Linked DNA regions of Zea mays: all the other regions are linked to region 1. A link is a contact called in public Hi-C data. All regions are on one chromosome and are shown on one strand. The core of a region is the stretch at or near the end of the contact, and the rest is flanking DNA. Distances in the headings are between cores, read along the strand shown. Region 1 holds the start of LOC100284931. Region 2 holds the start of LOC103640598 (Chaperone DnaJ-domain superfamily protein). Region 3 holds the start of LOC100284857. Region 4 holds the start of LOC103640601 (auxin response factor 25).

Evidence for each region. Hi-C and Micro-C count contacts between places; a contact is called where the count stands out from the background.
Region 2: a contact with region 1 is called in a Hi-C map of endosperm, with 4 times the contacts expected there. The contact joins the promoter of LOC103640598 here to the promoter of LOC100284931 in region 1. A contact is called at or near these places in 6 of 25 Hi-C or Micro-C datasets (bundle sheath, ear, endosperm and 2 more).
Region 3: a Hi-C map of ear shows a contact between it and region 1, with 3 times the contacts expected there. The contact joins the promoter of LOC100284857 here to the promoter of LOC100284931 in region 1. A contact is called at or near these places in 6 of 25 Hi-C or Micro-C datasets (bundle sheath, ear, endosperm and 2 more).
Region 4: a Hi-C map of bundle sheath shows a contact between it and region 1, with 3 times the contacts expected there. The contact joins the promoter of LOC103640601 here to the promoter of LOC100284931 in region 1. A contact is called at or near these places in 4 of 25 Hi-C or Micro-C datasets (bundle sheath, ear, endosperm and 1 more).

Annotation. Positions count from the first base shown.
Region 1 is chr1:178,101,913-178,107,276 of Zm-B73-REFERENCE-NAM-5.0, reverse strand. LOC100284931 reads left to right here and starts at 2,827. Exons shown (of 3, transcript NM_001372149.1): 1 at 2,827-3,513; 2 at 3,758-4,064; 3 at 4,220-4,648. The coding sequence starts at 2,924. The coding sequence ends at 4,375. It overlaps LOC100273038 (hydrolase-like protein), which reads left to right. Exons shown (of 10, transcript NM_001147487.1): 7 at 958-993; 8 at 1,102-1,211; 9 at 1,410-1,476; 10 at 1,633-2,167. The coding sequence ends at 1,467.
Region 2 is chr1:177,292,908-177,298,271 of Zm-B73-REFERENCE-NAM-5.0, reverse strand. LOC103640598 (Chaperone DnaJ-domain superfamily protein) reads left to right here and starts at 3,381. Exons shown (of 9, transcript XM_008663819.3): 1 at 3,381-4,513. The coding sequence starts at 4,193. It overlaps LOC103640599 (release factor glutamine methyltransferase), which reads left to right. Exons shown (of 4, transcript XR_004855394.1): 4 at 1-188.
Region 3 is chr1:177,398,871-177,404,234 of Zm-B73-REFERENCE-NAM-5.0, reverse strand. LOC100284857 reads left to right here and starts at 2,526. Exons shown (of 5, transcript NM_001413141.1): 1 at 2,526-2,778; 2 at 3,615-3,742; 3 at 4,416-4,576; 4 at 5,307-5,364. The coding sequence starts at 3,715.
Region 4 is chr1:177,509,417-177,514,780 of Zm-B73-REFERENCE-NAM-5.0, reverse strand. LOC103640601 (auxin response factor 25) reads left to right here and starts at 2,853. Exons shown (of 14, transcript XM_008663839.2): 1 at 2,853-3,876; 2 at 4,252-4,364; 3 at 4,758-4,856; 4 at 4,928-4,984; 5 at 5,096-5,251. The coding sequence starts at 3,828.

The sequences.
Region 1 (5,364 bases), core at 1,578-4,077:
TCCATTTACTGCTGCTCATTATGTATTTGTTTCTAGATTTACATATAAACTATGAAAAATTTAGTTTATTGAACCACAGCTCACTAGCCACCTCAGATTACAGAATAAGGACAGATGTCTCTGAATATTGATAGGAACATACATGTAGAAATTGGTAAACACCATTTCTCAAGATCTCTTTTGCTTGTAATCCTGAAATTGCAAAAGGGCCTCTAGCTGAGTTGATTAGGTGGTATGAATCCTCAGGTCTTGAATTCGAATTCTAGTGGGAGCGAATTTCAAGTTGAGGTTAAAAAATGTCACTCGCTGGTTCCCTTGGTAGTGTGCACACAAGATAGACTGACCTATGGAGGCCGAATCCTCATGTAGGGGCTAAGGAGGACTCAAAGCACGAGTAAAGATCTACCCTATAGGGGGGTGGACCCTCGTGCTACACGGGGGGGCAGGCAGCTTTCTTGACCTTTCTCGGTTGGGGCTCCAATTGAGCTTCTTCTTAATATAATATCGTGGGAGCGGTCTTTCCCCTACTGGCCGAGTTTGTAATCCAGAAATTGATGCGTGCACATAGTAGGAAATCTTTAATTGCTGGTAATATTGTATGGACGACCATTTTTGTTTCTTGGGGGTGAACATTAATGTTTTTCATATAGCACAAGCATGATCTGTTGATTTTGCATCAAGCGTACAGCCCACGAGATTCTTGAAATCAATTTCAGAACATTGACTGACTGCAACAAATAGATGATATTGAACAACCAGTACTGTCCAGATAGTTTTTGGCTTTGGTTATGGAAGTAATTCTGCACTTTGCAAAGTACTAGTTACATAGCAGTTGAGCTATCTTGTAATTCGGGGCAATACAATTGCTATTATTTAAGAACATGTGATCATTAGTTAGCAGTGTTATATTTCATTCTCGTCTTCACTAATTTGTTGCATCTCTTGACATGTGAACAGACGGGTTCTCACAATGTGCACTTGTGTTGGGACCAGGTTGGTTCTCATTTCATTCCACTTTTTCATAATTTATATGCAAACTGTTTCCCTATTTCTTGTATATCCTGCATGCATGATTTATGCTCATATTAAGATCTTATGCAGACACTAGATGCTGTTAGGAGGATTTGCCCCAAAAGAGCACTGCTTATTGGGATGACCCACGAGATGGATCATCACAAGGACAACCAAACATTGGAAGAATGGTCCAGGAGGTAAGGCCTTCCTCCTAGATACCTTAGATGTGTGCAGACACAGGTTCATGTACCGAATAAGTTGACATGAAGAACACAGGAAGATGGAAACACGATCTTATCATAGAAAGACACACATGACACATGTTCATTTACTGCTATTCGTTAAAAGCAGACGCTTTACTGTGCGTGCTCATGTCCTGTAATTTGGAAACGCAGGGAGGGGATTGACGTGCAGTTAGCTCGTGATGGCTTGCGTGTCTACATTGATCTGTAGCCGTGAAAGGTACACGTCACTGCCTTTGTTTTGACTATATAGCGATAGGTCACATTGCTTTGTTCATTATCATGGTCCGTTGGTCTAACAGTTCACTATCCAGCGTACCATGCATATGATGTTTGTCGGTTCACTGACAGTCTTCTACTCTTCGCTGTATATCAGGAAAATATGCCATACTCAGCGAACCGCGCCAGGCTTTCTGGCTGATGTAACATCCATTCCCACTTGTGAAGAAAGTGCAAACTGACTAAAAAGGCGAGCCTATTTGGTGCATCATTTTACGTTTCGCTAGTTTATACGTGAATCTCTGAATAAAAAAGAGAAAAAGAAAAGAAAAGAGAGAGAGTAGCCACTTGCTAGTAGCTGGTTCAGTGCCCCGGCAAATTAATGGCCATCTCCCTGGTAAAGGTAGTCGAATGTTCTTGTAATCTTGTCAATTGGAAGCTACACTGCACTGGATGCATGCCCACCAGTCGAACTGAGCATGCGATTTTTTTTCCCTCGGTCGCGCCCGGGTCATGTATTGTAGTATACCGTAAGAGGAAAGTCGATTGAGCATGTTCGTGGCGCCAGACCGAGCCACACGATCTCCAAGACTCTTGCTTGTGAAGAGCACGCAGATGACTCCTACTCTAGGTTCACCAATGTTTGTCGCTCAAACTTTTTAAGTTTGACTAGATTTATAAAATATATTAGTAATATTTATATCTTCAAATAACTTTACTATAAAAATAAATTCAAAAATCTATCTAACGATATTAATTATGTACTATAAATATTAATATTTTTATATAAATGTGGTCAAAGTTAATAATGTTTGACTAAAAGTGAAACGATTCATGGTCTAGGCCTGATTCCTGAGTATCAGCAGAGGTTTCTTTAAGAAAAACTACTACTCTTTTTTCGTAAGGGGGTGTTTGGTTGCTCCTGCTAAAGTTTAGCCCGGGTCACATCAAACGTTTGACTTTTAAATATGAGTATGAAATATAGACCCAACCAACTGGACTAGATTCGTCTCGTCTTTTAATCTTTGGCTGACAAATTAGTTTTATAATCCGACTACATTTAATATCCGGAACGGAGGTTCAAACATTCGATGGGACAGAGACTAAATTTTAGCGGGGTGTAACCAAACACCCCTAAAAGAAGTTCTGACTTCCAATCTCTACCTTGGGCTTCCAAAAAAAATTTGCCGTTCATCCAAGCAGGCCGGTCCCTGGCCCACATGCCGCGCGCACGCGCGCGCACACACGCCGACACGCGGCACGGCCAGTAGGGCAGGCGCGGGCCGTGTGTGTGAGAAGGAGAGGACGGCACCGCGCAGCGCCGCAGCCCATCCATCCAATACGCCCACCAGCCACCACACATCCTCTCTCCCTTCCAGTCCCAGGAGCGTGGCCTCACTCTCCTCGTCGCATCCCCCCTCCTCATCTTCGCAGCGCGGGCGGCGGCAATGGCGATGGCCTCCACCTACGCGCCGGGCGGAGGCGCGCGGGCGCTCGCGCAGGGTAGATGCAGGGTCCGCGGTCCCGCGGGGCTGGGCTTCCTCGGCCCCTCCAAGGCCGCCGGCCTCCCCCGCCCCCTCGCCCTCGCCAGGCGGATGAGCAGCCCCGTCGCGGTGGGCGCCAGGCTGCGATGCGCGGCGTCGTCGTCCCCCGCGGCGGCGCGGCCCGCCACGGCGCCGCGCTTCATCCAGCACAAGAAGGAGGCCTTCTGGTTCTACCGCTTCCTCTCCATCGTGTACGACCACGTCATCAATCCGGGCCACTGGACCGAGGACATGCGCGACGACGCGCTGGAACCTGCCGACCTCTTCAGCCGCCACCTCACGGTCGTCGACGTCGGCGGCGGCACGGGGTTCACCACGCTCGGCATCGTCAAGCACGTCAACCCGGAGAACGTCACGCTGCTCGACCAGTCCCCGCACCAGCTCGACAAGGCCCGGCAGAAGGAGGCCCTCAAGGGGGTCACCATCATGGAGGGCGACGCCGAGGACCTCCCGTTCCCCACCGACTCCTTCGACCGATACATCTCCGCCGGCAGGTCTCTTCTCGTCCTCCCCTGCCGCTCGATTCGCTACTGTCCGTGTATACCATCCTGTGCGTATTGTGAATATGTTCCAAATAAGCGGTGCTGCGATGATTGCACATTCCATTAGGGCCTGTTTGGAAGAAGGGGATTAAAGGGAATTAATCATCCCCTTGCTCCCAAACAAGCCATTAGTATGACAGCTGAGCTACCCAAGTACGGATTGCTGATTTTCCTGCCCTGTCATGGTGCTTTGCAGCATCGAGTACTGGCCAGACCCACAGCGGGGGATCAAGGAAGCCTACAGGGTCCTGAGATTTGGTGGGCTAGCTTGTGTGATCGGCCCGGTCTACCCGACCTTCTGGCTGTCCCGCTTCTTCGCCGACATGTGGATGCTCTTCCCCAAGGAGGAAGAGTACATCGAGTGGTTCAAGAAGGCTGGGTTTAGGGATGTCAAGCTGAAGAGGATTGGACCGAAGTGGTACCGCGGTGTCCGAAGGCATGGCCTCATCATGGGCTGCTCCGTCACAGGCGTCAAGAGAGAGCGCGGTGACTCTCCCTTGGAGGTACCTTTTCCTTTTCATTTTGCTAATAACAATGGAAAGAGGTGGCGCTTCTGGTTCTGGCACATCTCGTTAAGACTCTAGATTGTTCATTTTCCTGCAAGTAGGTAGGCATTCAATGGCTTTGGTATGAGTTCTCCGTTTTATTTCCTATGCAGCTTGGTCCCAAGGCGGAGGATGTCAGCAAGCCAGTGAATCCGATCACCTTCCTCTTCCGCTTCCTCGTAGGAACGATATGTGCTGCCTACTATGTTCTGGTGCCTATTTACATGTGGATAAAGGACCAGATCGTGCCAAAAGGCATGCCAATCTGAGTGAAGGGAATGAGCTGCATGGAAGAGAGGATAGCCAACGTCTGAATTTTACTCTTCTCTATATTAGACGCTTCCTGCCTGTTTTGTATTAATACCTCTTGTTTTCCTTCTGCTATTTACTTCTTGCACTGCTGTTCCTGTTTGTGGTAATTAATAATACTAAGACATCGATGTTCTCCTGTTTCTTGAGCATGACTGGTTGCAGTGGAACCTCGAAATTAAATTATATGATGTGTAATTTAGTTGGTTAAATTATATAAATTTGTATAGTTTATTTGGTTCCTGGTTCAACAAAATTCCTTCTTTCTTGTCACCAGTACGATTTCTAAGACCTGTTTTGTTACTCTATGCTCAATCTTTGTTACCCTTGTTGGATTTCATCTCTAGCTTAATCCAACTTGCTTATAATTAGAATGCTTATAATTAGAAGGCTTCGGACTTTGGTGTTGTTAGTATTGTTACGCTAAGTGGTAGAGTGGTAATATCTGACAGCCTTGCATAAAGATCATGTCTTATTGGGATGCTACCTGGTTTGGAGTCCTTTTTTTTTAATTTGGAAGTTTTGCTCCAGAAGTGCTGACGTGGTGGTGAGAGCTGTCTCATCACAGGTTTAAAGCAGCCTCTATATTTGCGGGGAAGGTTTATCTTGGTTTATCCCTTTTGCAGACGTCAAAGCAATCTCTATATATTTGCAGCAGAAGGCTTATCTTGGTTTATCCCTTTCGCAGACCCCGTGTAGGAGTCTCCGACAATAGATGTGCCCTCTAAGAGCTAATTTGGTGAGAGCTAATTTGGTGAAAATTGAATAGCAAGAGGATTCCTCTCCTATGGATCCTCTCGTAATCCTTATCCACCAAACCAGACTTTAAAGTTTTGTTGCATGGCCTATGTGACCATAGTCATTTTATTAAGGTGCTGCATTTTGAACGAATTTGGTTGTGTAATATTTCTACGAACTACCAGTGTATTTGTATATATTTTCTGAACAT
Region 2 (5,364 bases), core at 2,132-4,631, 810 kb after region 1:
TGGCAGTTGGGCTTTCAGGAGACTGTAGCTCGTATGTATCTGGCCACTAGTTTTCTGGCCGAGTTGGGTGGTGATTGTGATTTAATTAAAGTGGAAGCTTTTGTGCCTGCCTTCCAAAATTATTCCGCCGTCCACACGCCACCTTGCGTGTTTCATTATTGATGGCGTGGTCCAGTTTTCTGTTTTTATTTCTTTCTGTCTTTCTTTCTTGCTTACTTATGCTGAAGCCATCTCCAGAGCTATTACTGTTTATTTGGGGTGGAAAAATCTGGGAATCATGAGACGTGATGTGTAAGGATTGCAGCACAGGGTCTCGCTGGAAAGGAGTGTCGGGGCCACGAGAAGCCGTCTCGTCTTGTGCATCTGCGTCTTTGCCGAGTGTGTGTGGTTTGTTCTCTTCTCTTCTCTGCTTTTTTTTTTGGTGACAATAAAGGTATACTTTTTTTTTGAACGTAACAATAAAGGTATACTTCAGCCAACTCCTTGACTACCTCTAGAAATTGCAGGAAACTGGTGGCGACACTGAGACTGAGAGGCTGGCTTGTGAAGTGGTTCTCTCCTGGATCTGGCCCCACCCATCCATTCCCAGCCCGGTCGTTTGGTTTGGTTTGTTTGTCCACCAATTTGCGGCGGTGGTTGCTCCTGTCCTGTGCTTCGCAAAAACATGGTGAGTTGATCCGCCAGCGCCCAACTGGGTTTGTTCCTGGATTAGGAGGCTGATGTTCCTGGATTATCATTTTCTCGGTGAAAAGAATGGGAAAAAGTCGAGCATTGTATACGATGTGCACAAGGGTCAGAAAACATGCAGGGAATGTGACTGACCGATGGTGACGTTTGCAGTTGCAGCCTTGCAGGGTGCTGGTTGTGTGAGTAACTGCAACTGCAAGCACCAGGCCAGGTCAAGGGTAAAAAAGATCATGCTGTGAGCAGTTGTAGAAGGATAAGAAGATAAAATATCACTTTAGAATCACAAATAAGCTGAAATAAGCTATCTAATGCTAGTTTATTTTAACTTAACTGTGATCCCAAAGTGATTTTTTATCTTTCTACTATACCACCTAATCCAACTTATATATAATTTAGGAGGGAAACAAATAGAGCATGAGTCTCTCTTTTGTAGCAGATTATGGATGGGATTATAGAATGACAGTTCAAAACAGAGAGCGCTAAGTCAAGATACAAGTCTTTACATCTATACATGCGGTCAATACCATTTTTTTTTGCCCTTATATGTCCCTGCTGTCTCCTGCGCCGAGGGCAAAATTTCGTCGCCCATGAAACAATAAATTTGGTCAATTGTATAGCAGTAGCTATGGAGACCGGACGCAAAGGAAAAAAAAAAAGAACAAAGGAGGGAGAAAGAAAAAGATAAAGAAGGTAAAAACAAAACAAAAACAAATGACATGTTGCTTTTTTTTTGTTCAACGACGCCGAAACAAATCTTGGTTTAGGGTTGGGGTCATGCAGACGCTTCTTCTTTCTTGGCCAGGTAGGAGTAGGAGGATCTCACTCACATGTCGTGCCATCACGGGTCAACTTGGACGCATTGCTATTCTACTATGATATTTTATCTTTTGCCCTTCAAGGAAAAAAATATTATTTCTTTTATGTATACCGCGCAGGCCTATGATTTTGCTAGCAGAGCACCTGCTCCAATAATCATACTTTGCATGTGGATGGCATGTGATGCTGAGGGGCTTTAATCTGGCTACGATTTTACAGTATTTTATCTTTATAGATTATTGTAGCGTGAGTACTCTTGGAATGTTCTCTTGCAGGCTTCGAGCAGAAAAGATCAGTGTCAGGTCATTTGCGGATGTGACGACAAGCCTGTAGACCTTTTTGGACGGTCCATCAGTTCCGGTGGTTCATCTCCTCCATCCATACGCCACTGCCATGTTTGATCCAACAATTCTCAACCGTTTCGTGCCAAACTGCAGCGACCGAAGCCAGTAGAGGAGGAACCACCTGTTTCTATCTGCGTTTCCTTTTTTTTGTGTGTGTGTGTGATTGATGCCATTTTTGTTCTCTTGTGTTTGGTGTCGTCCATGTGTGGACACCTGTGTTTTCTGTTTTTATAGAAAAAATTAAAAGAGAAAAAGATGTTTGGAGGGAGAGAAACTAGCTGCGTAAATGCAATGGACCCACACGCAAAAGAAGAGGGATTAACCAAGATGGAGACAGAAAGAAAGGGGAAAAAACAATGTGACAATGTGATACTACGAAAATGACTCCGACTTCTCTTAGGTCATCCATAGAAGCTCGTCCGACATCCGTTGTGTGTGGTTTTAGACCCATCCTTAATGCGGCATTCAAATTAAAGTGATGCCAAATAGTTACTTAGTTCTTCAAAAAAAGGCTAAGATTCATTTAGATCTAGTTGCTAGGTGCATTAAACTTAGTGCATCTAAACATGAGCCTTTTAACTAGTTATCACTTACCAGTTAAAAGAGTTAAAAGATTAAGGTCCAGTTATTGCTACATGAGTTAAAATCGTTCTTAGTGCATCTAAACAGGAATGCTAATAGGTGACCTAATTGTTTAGCCGAGCCTTTGAGTTGACAAGCTTAGCATGACTAGTGACTAGCCTACCTCATCCAAACATACTGACTTAGGAGCTCTACATTTCTCTATAGCACCAACATTTCTTAACCGCTTTCTTCACAGCTTCCCGTGCATGTTTCCCAATCTAGACATACTAACCTTAGAGCCTGTTTGGACCTGAAGTATTTTTTATAGTTTCTAAAGAATATCATTTAGTAATATCATAGTATTTTATGTTATAAGGTGTCTGAAAACTTTGTTTTCAAAATCATGGTATTCTAGATACTATGGTATTTTTAGAGTATTCGAAACTCCACTACAATTTAAAGTTTTTATGACATTGCTAGAATTTTGCTTAATACCATGGTTTACAATGGTGTATCAAAACAATCTTTCTTAAAACCATGGTATTTTTGGAGCTCACAAAAACTACGATATTATTATGACAATTGTAAAATATAGTAATGAAAAGTCATGGTTTTAAGAAACATTGTACCCAACACAGCCCCTTGCACATTTCAGCTTCTGCCATCTGGGATGGATCATGGATGAGTATATATTAATTCACAAGTGGCTAACCACTCCACTCTTCCGTGATTAATAACTCAAGTTAAAAGGCCAAGCACATAAATGAACTCAGTTGTCTTTCTACCATGTTTTCTCATTATATATTGGCATACCAGTTTTTTTGAAGCAGTATTAATTTCCATTCTCATCATCATTAATTAAAACAAAATAGCGATTTTTTCCCGAACTGTTGGTGCCACTGTTACTCATTCAATTGAACCAAACACTTTCTTTTCCCTCTCTATAACCACCCATCCCATATCCATCAGCACTGAGTTGAGCACCCCTGCTGGCTGCTTGCCCTGCTCCTCTCTTCTGCCCATGTCTTCTCCCTCCCCCATTCCACTGACGACAGTAGCAACCAACGGTGTCTCCTCTGTCCTCTCTCCTAAGTTACTTGCAGCCCTATCCTGTCTATCCTCATCTTCCTCCTCTCCCTGCCATCTTTTGCAAGATCTCTCCTTCGTCTTCTCTTTCCCCTTTTAAATCCACCGGAATCCCTCTTTTGTCACGAGCCAAGCCGCCGAGCGCAGCATAAAGCGAGCGAAGCACCAGCAAAAGAGAGCGACGCCGCCTGCGCCAAAGCTTCGGATTCCCGTCTATTTTACCCCCCACCCTCGCCGACTCACCGGCGCGAGATCCATCCGCAGGTGTCGGCGGCCTGCAGCCCCCCTTGAAAGATGGCGCCTTTCTGAGGCTCCCCGGGGGTTTCTCGTCGTTTCTTGCTTGGCCCCTAAAGCGGGAGAGCGGCTTCCAGGGAGCTCCTCCCGTTCCCGGCCAATTCAGCTGAAGTGGCGGCAAGTGGGTTTAGGGCTCGATCCGGTTTTGTGCCCGGGCGTGTCTGACTCTGACCCGGGCTAGGGAGCGGTGGTTCTTGGCTAGTTCTTGAGCTGGTTGCGGCGCTTATCCCTCTTCTTGGAGCTCTTGGATTGGTTTGGGGGAAAGCAGGTTCTTGCAAGCAGCTGCTTCGGTTCTCGAGGATGTTAATTTTTTGAATTCAGTCGGGGGGAATGGGGCTCTCGCGGTCTCTGGATTGAGCATTTCTTTATTGGAATTCGACATTTCGTGCGGCCTCCAGTCCATGGAGGATTTGGGGCTGTGGAAGCAGGCGTGGATGTGGGTGTTGTCCCAGAAGCACATCCTAGCGTGGGCGCACACGGCTGCGTGCGGCAGCAGGGAGCGCCTCGCCTTCCTGGTCGATCGGCACTGGCCCGCCGTGTCCCGGGCCTGCGCCACCTCCTCGCGACTCGCGCTCGCCGCGCTGCGGCAATGGCGCGGGTGCACGGCGCGCGGGGTGCTGGCGGTGGCGAGCCTCGGCCCTGCCGCCGTCTTCGTCATCCTCTGGAGCTTCTTCGTGTGCATGACCTCGCCGGCGTGCGCCCTCTACGCGCTTCTTAGCCTGGTTCGTGCTCGGTAAATCCTACTTGTCGTGTCTTGTTGCTTCTGCACTTTAGCTCAGATTTACTGGATAAGGATTTGGCATGATAGATTCTAAATCTTGACATGTGTTGCTTTTGCTGTCCAACTTTGCGTTGCATGGGAGGTTACATTTGTTTAGGGATGTGGTTAAAGTGTTGCCTGATGGATGGTGAAAAAAATAGGATAGGATGTCCAAAACTGTGCCACCACTGGTTGCCTTCATGTGTTGCTGCCAATTGTTTGTGTGAAGCTTTTAGTAGTAAGCTTATTCTATGCTATACTCAAAGTAATATCTATGAACTGCACACTGCGTTTTCAACTTCTTTTATACTAATAATTAGTTCTATGTAGATTGTTTTGCTACCAAAGGTAGGGTGGTGATGAAACATGGTTCTTGCTACTTGGTAGTAGTAAAATATGTGAACTGCTCTCTGCGATCTGTGCTTCTTTTTCACTACTTAGTTCTGTCTAGTTTGTTTTGCTGCCAAAGTTACTATGGTGACGAAACACAACTTCCGGATGAGTATGACCTGACCTAATCATGTTATGTTAATATAATTATGCTAGAATAATGCTATGCTACTCCATCCTTCATATCCTGTCTTGTAATATGTACCCTGCGGGGGTCCTATCTCAGCAAAATGCTAGAAAGTTGATGTTCAGTTGTTTTATCGTGCAGTAACTACTGTTTGTCTGATTAATTGAAATGCCAATACCTATGAATATAGCATACTTTTCATTGTAGATGGATTGACTCTAATACACACTTATGCCTCTGCCATAGTTTGAGTTTCTATCTCCCCAGTTGTGAATTGTAGCAGGCTTAATTAAGAT
Region 3 (5,364 bases), core at 1,277-3,776, 700 kb after region 1:
TGAGTTTTCCTGAAGTTTCTCACATGAGGTTCTTAACGAGGCAACAAAGTGCAAATGCAATATGCGTCACCATGCACTCTTTCTCCGTATTTTCCCACTGGGTTTTTTTTGGGAGTTTTAATGAGGCATGTGTTGATCGCGGTATTCGCCCAAGGGGGAGTGTTGAGAAACCCTAATGAAGGGTTATGTGGGCAAATACCGAATATGCCCCAGAGGGCAATCACGTTTCTATATATAGAACATGTACCCCCTCATATGGAATAGAGATCAGAAAGAGGCCAGAGGCCCAACCCTATATACTGTGTCTCGTGTGCTATCTGTCGTGCTTATGGGAAGGGAGACGGGTCTTCTACAGCTTCTCGCGCCTAATCTGCTGACGGGAGGGAAGGGAGCGGATCTGGTGATCCGTGGTAACGTAGTTCTCAACATGCATAAGCATCTGCCGCTGCTTTCCTGAGCAACAGCAACAGCCGTCTCCTCTGATCCTCCTTTGCCTGCATGGCTGCTGCTGCTGCGTCTTCGGTCTTCGGTCTTCCCCTCCTTTTTCTCTATTGCTTTCCGCGCGTGGAAATTCGAATGCGTAGAGCCCAGGCGCCGCGGCTCCGTGTTGGCGGCGTTGCCCAGCGGTCCGCCTCCGCCTCCGCTTCTCTGTAGCACGTCGCGCCTGGAAATATTCATCGGCAATGCAACCACGGTGACGCCCTGCCTTTTGACCTGCGGCTGCTGCCTGGGACAAAGCGCAGTCGAGCGCAGGAGCCAGGAGGGAAGGAGCGAACTAGCGGAGGAACCGAGGGAGGAGGAGAAGTGAAGGGACCGAGAGCCGCCGGCGCCACTACAGGAACCGAGCAGTCGCTCAACCCTAACCCTAACCGAGAGTCGCCGCCAATAAAAATCGTGTCGGGCTGGCCCGAGCACGTTCCACGAAGGCGTGTCGGGCTAGTTGGGCCGTCGGGCCACCAGCCGAAGCACGGCCCAGCCCGTCTAACGTGTCGTGCTAGCCCGGTTTTTTTTAATTCGTGCTAGGCCGGGCTACGTGCCTTCCATTTCGTGTCGGGCTCGTGCTAGCCCAGTAAGCACAACCCAAACTTGCAGGACTACGTGTGGTACCATGTTTCTTGATATGCTTCACCCCTTCCCCGTTAGGCCCCGTTCGACATGCCAGCGTCCAAACCAGGCTAGGATCGAAAGCAGCCCAGGATCAAGTGATACATATGTTGTCACTAATTCCTAGTCACTAGACCAAGAACTAATTCGGGAGGTAGCTCATCAGGACTCGTTCTAGACCAAGAATTGAGCGAAGAGAATTCAAATCAGGTGGGTCTGTTTCTAGTCCAGATTAAAACGAACGGCTCTAACAGACTGGGCTGGATTTTAAGCCGGGTTAATTCATCCCGCCTGGAAAGAGGCCGGGAATAGGCCGTTCCGGCCGAAACGAACGACGCCTTAGAGTTTATTCAATCTAGAAGAAGATTAGAGATGATTAAATCTATTTCTATTTAATTTTGACTAGAAGTAAATTTAATCATCTCTAATCCTTCCTAATCTAGATCTAACCAAACAAGCCCTTAAAATTTATCATAACTTGACATCTTATCATGTTCTACCTAGAATTTATCTGGCCATCAGTTTACTAACCATCTACTCCCACATCAGGTAACTGTCGTCTACGCACCCTAGCGTTGATCTCAGATACACAACAAAAACATGAGATCGTTTCAGTTTCGAGTGAGGTTGCACTGTCTGCTGCAGGTTCCACTGTTTCCTCGGGTCTGTCCCAGCGCCGCTCGCCGCCGGGTCCCGACGGCGCCGCTCCAGGCTCCAGCCCGCCGCCGCCTCGGCCTCACCCGCCGTCCGCTCTGTCATCCTCGGCCACCCGCAAGCTCCAGTCCAGAGCCCAGTCATATGTAGTTCATGGTGCTGGCGCGTTCTGAGGATCACGTCTCAACACGAATCTTGGAACACACCAAACGGCCTAAAAGAATCTGATAGACCTGGACCCTGTTTGGTTCGTGGCTAACTTTGTCACACTCTAACTAAGATTAGTCATCCGAATTGAAAATCTAACCTTAGACAGAAAAGTTAGGTAAAGTGTGATAAGTTAGACAGAAAATCAAACATACTCCAAAGCAACAAAACCAGCCACAGGAAATTTGCAAAAAAAAAAAGTTCTTAGCCAAGAAACTGTGGACGTACGTACGTGGAACTTGCACGGTGGTACTAGAAGCATCTGTGGTGGAGTGCCGCAGAGGATCCAATCCAAGCGATTCTTCCTTCACAGTACGCCACCGCGACAACGGAATTTTACTGTCTATGAGGATGAGGTTATTAAATTAACTATAATAAAGTTATAGAAGAGAAGTCTACTCGCGATAGTTACTAACTAACAAGGATGTAAATATATATAGAAAAATTTTAAAACAAGTCTTACCACGTTGTAATTTCTAATAACTGGAGCAAATAAAGAGATGAGGGAGATTAATAAAAATAAAGTCTATAAAAATTGGCGCTAGAAATCTGTGGCTGCGATGCATCCAGGTCCACGCGACCACTCTGATACAGGTCACCAGCGGTGGGCCCCACCACCCAGACGGGTCCTGGTTCCTCCCCCTCCAAGCCGGCTCCCAAATTTGAGGCCCAAAGCCCCGTCGGCCCCCATCGCCACGCCGCCGGCCACGCCCCAGACGACCCCGCCCGCCGCCGCCGCCTCCCGCTCCCTCCGCGCGCAGCCCTCGTCCGGCCGCCCGGGTCCGAGCGCGCTCGCTCCTCCTCCCCACGTCGGTGAGTGTTGGTTGTGCCCCCGAATCCTCGGCGCCTCCCTCTGTGCTGCGTGTAGGTTCCCTGCGCTTTTGCCCGTCCAATCCGGAGAATTCCCTCTCCCCCGTGCACTTCTCCGTGGGTTCTGTCTCCCTCTGCCGCACCTGCCCGACACAATTCCGCCGCAATTCGAGTCGGCTCGTCCAGTCCGCCGCCGACGCGCGGCGGCGTCGCGGGTTGTCTCCCGGAAACTTTAGGGTTCCGTTCGACACCCACGGACTCCGTCCCTGGCGTCCTCCCGTCTAGGAATTCTCGTCGTATGTTGCTGCTGCGGCGGCGGCCTGTTTGGACGCACGAATTTCACGAGCGGAACAGACGGTTCGAATTCGCACAGTAACCGAGGGCGGTTCACTCAGCTGCGAACCCGGGCGTGAATATTGTACGTAGCTGTAGATTGTTAAGCCTGCCGAGCTACTTGGGTGCCAGGAAGTTTGTAGAGTGTGTATTTTGTGCATAGCCGTGCATTGTCACGCCAGCCGAGCTACTTGCTACTCGGGTGGTAGGAAGGTGTAGAGTGTACGCCTTGCTGTTTGCAGAATTAGCCGCTGGCGCAGGTTCCTCTGCCAGCCTTTTTCTTGCGCACAGGCAATTCACTTGGAGTATTTATATTTCTCACCTACACCCATTTGAATTATTCCCCATCAATTTCTTGCCGTAAGAGGTTTAGCCTCCGGTTTATATTGTTGAAAAAAGCAACTTCTGTGGTCTCTAAGATTCCTCACACTTAGGTTCACAAAATTTCTTGGCGCGCTTAGTCCATAGGTTGCAGGTTGCTAACAGAGCTCTGTGCTTGTGTTCAGGACAGTTTAAGTGTGGCTTCATTGCATGAGTAGTTGCAGTTAGCGTGGCTTTTCTCCGTGCTTGCTCCTGGTCGTGCTTTGCCTTGCAAAGGAAGGAATCATGACATCTGTTGTTCACAGTGTTTCAGGTATGCTTGATTCATCCAAAGTCGTGCCATATTTTTTCGCCCTAGCACTAGAGTAGTGCATAGTGTGCTGTATTCGGAACACATGCCACAACTTTCTGTGGTGTGAATTACTGTAGAGAATATTTCATTATGTATGTGTTGCAAACATAGATCAAGCAATCAGTTGCATTTTGCGCCACCAGATAATCAGCAACAAACCATCTTTCCATTATTTGCATTTCTTTCAGTAAGTCCTTCCACAGTATGTTTGTCACTGAAAGAAAAGTTTTGTGCTGGCAGTTCCGACTGTGGGGCTGAAATCAGAGTTTAATGCATGCTCACTGCTTTGGATTTCGAAACAACATAAACAGTATGCTTTGAATAAACCAGGGTAGCTTATGTAGTTTTGTCAATGTCTAATGTTCTCATGTGCATACATGGCATTATATGTTATAGTAGTTGCACCCTGCTGCTACCAAGTAGATTTGTAGCTGGTGGAATTTTTTTGAGTGCTCTCTGTCATTTAAATTAATTCCTATAGTGTCAAACATTATATAACTTTTGTCACTTGTTGGTTTATGAAGAGTGGCGGCATGCATTAATGGCTATTTATTTTTAACACATGTTGAATGTGACCTTATGAGGGTTGAGGGCATCTATGTCAAAGCTGCCATTCATGTCTTTTCATGGGCAGGTGACCACAGGGCTGAGGATCAAAATCAACAGAAGAAGCAAGCTGAACCTGGGGACCAGCAAGAAGCCCCAGTTACTAGTTCAGATAGCCAACCAACAGTAGGCACACCATCAACAGATTATGTGGCACCCTATGCCCCTCATGACATGAGCCATGCAATGGTACCACACTTGTAGAACTCTTTACTTATCGATATGTACGGTTCTTTTCATTGAGTTATGTCTAGGAAAAGGTAGAGGTTCGGTCGTAGCATGATGTCTAAGTGATAGCATATGTTGTGTCACATCTCCTTCCCTGCTCCAAACTCTACTTCAAAAGTAACAATAACAGAACATATGAATATCAAAACTATAAAGTGAGGAATGCAGTTATACACCATTCCCTGTTGGCTGAAGTGAAAAAAAGTGTTCCTCTTTGGCTCTTTTAATCCAGATTCCAGAACATTTTTGCTAACCAGGGAAGTTATATTTCATCTCAAAGTTTCTGCTATTTCCATGCCTTAGTGTCACTAAATGGCTGACTATCATCACATTCAAATTAAAATAGCAAAGCTTCTTCATTGAAACTTTGCACACCTGGTTGGTACCAAATTTTCCCCGTCAAATGCATATTATTTTCTAACTTCATATTAGTCCAAATTGGTACACCACACATGTGTTTTGGACTTTTGGTCGTACCTTCTTTATTGTGAATGGTCATTAGTTATTTTTAAGCTAATGACCTTCTAGTTTCAGCATTCTTTTAGGCCTTCGTTGGAGTGATTGCTGCTGTGTTCTATTTTATTTTTGTCATTTCAGTTTCCTCTTTTGTACAATTTTCCATCAAAGTTCATTAATTTCAATGAGTATGGTGCAACCTATGTTTTCTGATTTCACATTTTGTGTCTGGCAGGGTCAATACGCTTATCCAAATATTGACCCATACTATGGAAGCCTTTATGCAGCAGCTT
Region 4 (5,364 bases), core at 1,604-4,103, 590 kb after region 1:
GATGGTCTGAGACCTGGCAATTTTAACACACCCGAGCCCTGACCAAACAATTTTAACACGGGCGAATGGTCTGCCCTCCAAGGTCGGACGGTCCGCCACCTAGGAGCCATACTGACCGGGTTGAAATCCTGGATAGTCCGTAGTACACTTGATCAAAAACACACAGTTCCTGCCCAAACCATTTTGGCATCTGCGGACGGTTCGCACAAGCACACATGGACTTGTGCCAATTCGCAACCACTCTAGTTAGGACCGCGTACGGTCCGACCCTAAAGCCCGGACGATCCGTAGTATAAGAGCTAAAATTACTCTAAGAAGGACCAGTTCTGCTGGTCCACAAGGTCGCGGACGGTCCACCGAGCCCCATCGGACGATCCGCTGATCACTGAACCACTTAACTTTTCAACCACACTTTTGAAAAGTTTTTTAACTTTCGAAATCAGAAACGCTATTAGTCTTCATGCACATGCAACTACTAGATGCTCTATGAGGCACTAAGTCTTACATAGACAAGTGTTATTGACCCCTCTTGATTGTATAACTATCTAGCCTACTAATTCGGTCAATTCCTTATCTAAACACTTGACCAGTAAAAATAAAACCTATGTTATACATTTGCCTTCACCTGGTCCATAACCGATGCTTTAAGTCTCCAAGACCTTCGATAAACCCTTTTTCCCGTGGTCTAACTTGAATTTTTATTCTCCAAGAATTGTTAGTCCACATAAGTTTGTCATTAATTACCAACACATCATTAAAGGGTCTAGATGATTCACAACAGGAAGACATGGAGACTCGTCGTGGTTCGTGGAAGGCAACCAGAGCATCAATGCGTGAAGGGAACCATCGAAGCATGGGGAATTTGTCCCTGGAGTCTTTCCTGCGCCGCGGATCTGTCACTCACCGTGGGCTGGGGTTGTCACTACATAACTATGGGGTAAGAAGTCTCATGTTAGAGTCTCTGTGTCTTCGGCATCGTGAAGAGCTATCAGGCTGGTAATTTGCGATCAAGGTCGCTAGTTTGTGCTTTATCCGGTGAGCTCGCCGGTGGGGTCAGGGCGCCGCCGCTTGGATCGATTGGGAGGTAGGAGGATGACGGGCGCAGACCATAAGATCTCGAATGGGCGATCATGATTTGAGACAAGGGTAGCCGAACATGATCCATTGATTCGTGGGAGAACAACTCAGATTAGATCGTGGAGATATCCCTTTGACGTTTTAATCAAAACCACCAATATGGAAATCGAAGCCAGCAGATATATCTAAGCGTGTAAGGTTGTGGGTCGTCGATCCAAGACCCCACAAGTGAGATTGCGTACCGGTTCGTTTAACACGCGATCTAATCGGAACCGCAGACCGTTGATCCAACGACTCATGATACTTGATACCCTTTCGGTCGATACAACTTTGCTAAAGAGTTCATGCGGAGTTGCCTAATCAACCCGCCATCCATAAACAGTTAGAAGAATTTAATTTAGGTCCCCAAAAACTTGCAGTTTGACCCCTTAGCTCCTATGGAATAGTATCCACCGTCCATACAGAATAAAAAGGATTATATAAAATAAATAAAGTTTATTATTATTAGTGCAAGAATTAATATCAAAACAATCTAAAAACTTAGAAAATCCATAACTAATTCATTTTAGCTTCGTTTTTAGTGGTTCTCGTCTACGATCTCAAAGCGACACATAGAATATTTTGTTATTGTGTTTCGGTGTAATGTTATCATATCCATTATTTGTTCATTTGTTTGTATTTGTACGAATATAAGTGAGGTCGCGAGGAACCTAAAGCTCAACTTGGAGAAGTACCTGAAGTTTGCACCAAAAAGACAAGTTGTGCCATTGAACACTTTCTTTACCTAATAATGTTTATGTTACCGTGATCCAACCACATCCTCTCCAATCCACCCTGCAGCACCCGCTCGCTTCCCTCGCCGGCTCAAACGCAGCAACCACCGCGCCGCTCAGCATTAGCAGCACTGCGCCCGCCCACGCCCCCACTCGCAGGAACAAGCCCCACTGGACACACGTGTCGTTCGCCCAAGTCTCTATGGACCCATATAAATACATCGACTATGATGACTGAGAGGAGGGGAGGTTCGCCGGGTGACATCTGGATTATCGCTAATGATATTTTATGATTGTAATGAGATATATGAGAAGAATTTATTGGTACGTGTGCGGAAGATGAAAAATTAGAAAATAAACAAAACAACATAGAAATTTAGAGGACCGCTCCGGATAGGCTCAGCCAAATGTACGTAGCGGCGGCCACGGCGGGCGGCTCTAGATGCCCAGACGACCCGTCCCGTCCGTCGGTCGGTCGGTCGGCCCCTCCTCCAGTCCGCCGCTGCGCTGCATGGCGCGCACTGGCACTACGCACTAGTACACAGGCAGGCGTCACGTCCCGTCGTGTCGGCACGGCACGGCACCGCCTCGTGGCTGGGGGCGCTGGCCGCTGGGCAGTGGGCCGGTAATAAAAAGTAAAAACCGTCAACGGCCGTCCCGCCGAGCAAGAGCATGGCTGCTGCACCGCACTTGCACTTGCAGTCTGTGCATGGGATGATGGGTGGGCAGGCAGGAATCCTCGTACCGCGAGCGAGACACACGGAGACGAAGGTGTGGGATGGCTGCTTCAGCTGCTGTTTCAAAGATGATCACAGCGTGTGCGTAAGGTGTACCAAAGCGTCCACTTGCGACGCTTTCTCCAAAACAACCCACATGGATCCTGGTTTACTTCTTGGAGGAAGAGGATCCAGCCAGTCAAAGCTCAAAACCTTCCAAAGCCACACACTACAGATTCATCTTCAGGTAAAATATATAAAGAGGGGATAAAGGGGGAAGAGATAGATATAGATCTAACCTTTTTTCCAGATATTTTTTTTACTGTCCCTCCCTCTCTCTCACTCTCTTTGCTATTCTCGGCTCCCCCGTAAACCAAAAGGGGGAAAATAGAGAGAGAAGGGGAACGAAAGCAAGCAAGGAGCACCGCACCACGCCACTCCAGTACTCCACTCCACTCTCGTCCCCTCCTCGATCCAGCCATGGCGGCCTAGCCCCCCCCCCTCCCCTAGGGTTCTCTGCCAGCCCCCACCCACCCAGGCGCCTCTTGCCGCTCCCACCCGGTGGTCGCGCTGCCCGCGTCGAATGGGAGGCCACCCGGCGCTCGGAGTCGGGCGTGACCGCGCGCTGCCGGAGGTTCCCTGAGCTCGGCGGCGGCGGGAGCGTGGCTGGTCCGGAGCGCGCCGCGCGTGCAATGGGAGGTTCGAGTGGGGTTCCTGCGAGCCGCCGCGGCGGTCTCGGTTCTGCGAGCGCGTGGCCCATGCTTCGCGAAGGGTAGGGTTGTCTGTCTGTCTAGCTAGCTGCTAGCTGCTTGGTCTGATGAGCTCAGCTCCGGCGCCCCGCCTCGGCTTCCCCGCGCGCTTGCTCCGTCGGCTGCCCAGAACCCAGCTTGCCCGCTCCGGCGCTTCTCTTCGCTTCTTCGGGGAAAGGTTGGAGCTTTGAGGTGGTGCGGGTGCTCAGCCGAGGACTCCGGGCGATGACGCCCGCAGTGGCGCGCGTTTGCCGCGACAGTCCTGGGTTCGGGTAGCGAGTTCCTCGAGCGGATTTGGCTGCTGCTGCGTCCTGCGTGGGAAGGGGAGGCGGCGGCGGCGGCAGCAGCAGAGGAAGGGGAACGGTTGCTCTGAAGCGGAGGGGGAGCGGGCTGACATTGCTTCTGGGAGCATGGCGAGCTTCTAAGGACGCGCAGCTCCCGCAGCCCAGCCATTCTCATCGCCGCACCTTGGTGTTCTTGCCCCCAGGTCGTACTGGTTGGTGGGAGGGAACATGAACCTCTCCCCGCCCAAGATGTCGGAGCCATCACCTGAAAGTGACGGTACATCTCGCATCACGGTTTCAGCATTGATTCGGTCCAGAACTTCTCAGCTTGGGTTACTCTCGGCATGGTTTTGCGGATTATGGGCTGCTGTCATTGTGCAATGTGCATTGATGTTCCCAAACAAATAAGCAAAAATGGCTTGCTCAGTTGCTCTTTGTGTATGCATGATGACATTCGTTCATATTCTTCACTTACTTGCACAACCAAAAGAAAAGTTCGGGCATTGCTCAGCTTCACTCATGGTTCACATGTTCTACATGTTATATTCACTGAACCCCCTCTTGTCTGTAGCCAAGCACGGATAGTAGTCTCACATGAACTCTGCTTTCTGGTGGCTTCCTGTTCCACTCATGTGTGCTTGGCATTTTGCAGGGGAACAAAGGTGTCTGAACTCAGAGCTATGGCATGCATGCGCAGGGCCCCTTGTGTCCCTGCCTGTGGTTGGGAGCCGGGTCGTCTACTTTCCTCAGGGCCATAGTGAGCAGGTCGGTCACTCAGCAGTATCTTTGAATAAACTAGATACGTCCGAGTTTGTTGACTGGAGAGTTGAGACTATCAGGTTTTTGCAGATGAGGAACAAAAAAAAGAATCACTTGAGCTGCTACCCTTCTGATTCTTTACATTGCATACGTTAAATGGATCGACTAAACATAACACTTACGGAAAATTCAACTGAAAAATCACTTTGCCCAACTATACACATAAAGGTTTCCTGTGTTCAGAAAATCAATCTTGTTCAGAGATTGTTATCACTTTAAGTCACTTTTTTTAAACTCCGTCTAGTTTTGTACAGGTTAATGAAATTATTTGTAGAGATTCACTTGATCTCGTGCCTTTGTGCTTAAGAGGTTCTTTTGTTTGTTTCTATTTTCATGCAGGTTGCTGCATCAACTAATAAAGAAGTTGATGCTCAAATCCCAAACTATCCAAACCTACCTCCACAGTTAATATGCCAGCTTCATAATGTCACAATGCATGTGAGTTCAAACTTAATGGACCATTGCCTAGTCTTTAAGAAGCATTATGAAATAATTTCTTTGTTATTCAGGCTGATGCAGAGACTGAAGAGGTGTATGCCCAAATGACACTGCAACCATTGAGCCCGGTATTTTACCAATCACCACTTAGCTCTATGCTTGTAACCTGGATTCTCATGAAAGGTTCTTCCAAATGGTATTACAATGCCTGTACATTCATCAAGTGATTCCATGTACAGGAAGAGCAAAAGGATCCTTTTCTTCCAATTGAATTGGGTGCTGGTAGCAAGCAGCCAACCAATTACTTCTGCAAGACGTTGACTGCAAGTGATACGAGTACCCATGGTGGATTCTCTGTTCCGCGCCGAGCAGCTGAGAAAGTCTTCCCTCCATTGGTTTGTTTTTTAAGATCTTTTCAACTGAAGATTAAGTTTTTTAAGCTTGACAGATTTATAATAAATGATTATGTGTTTTTTCCTTGGAAAAACTAATGCATTCGACCATCTGC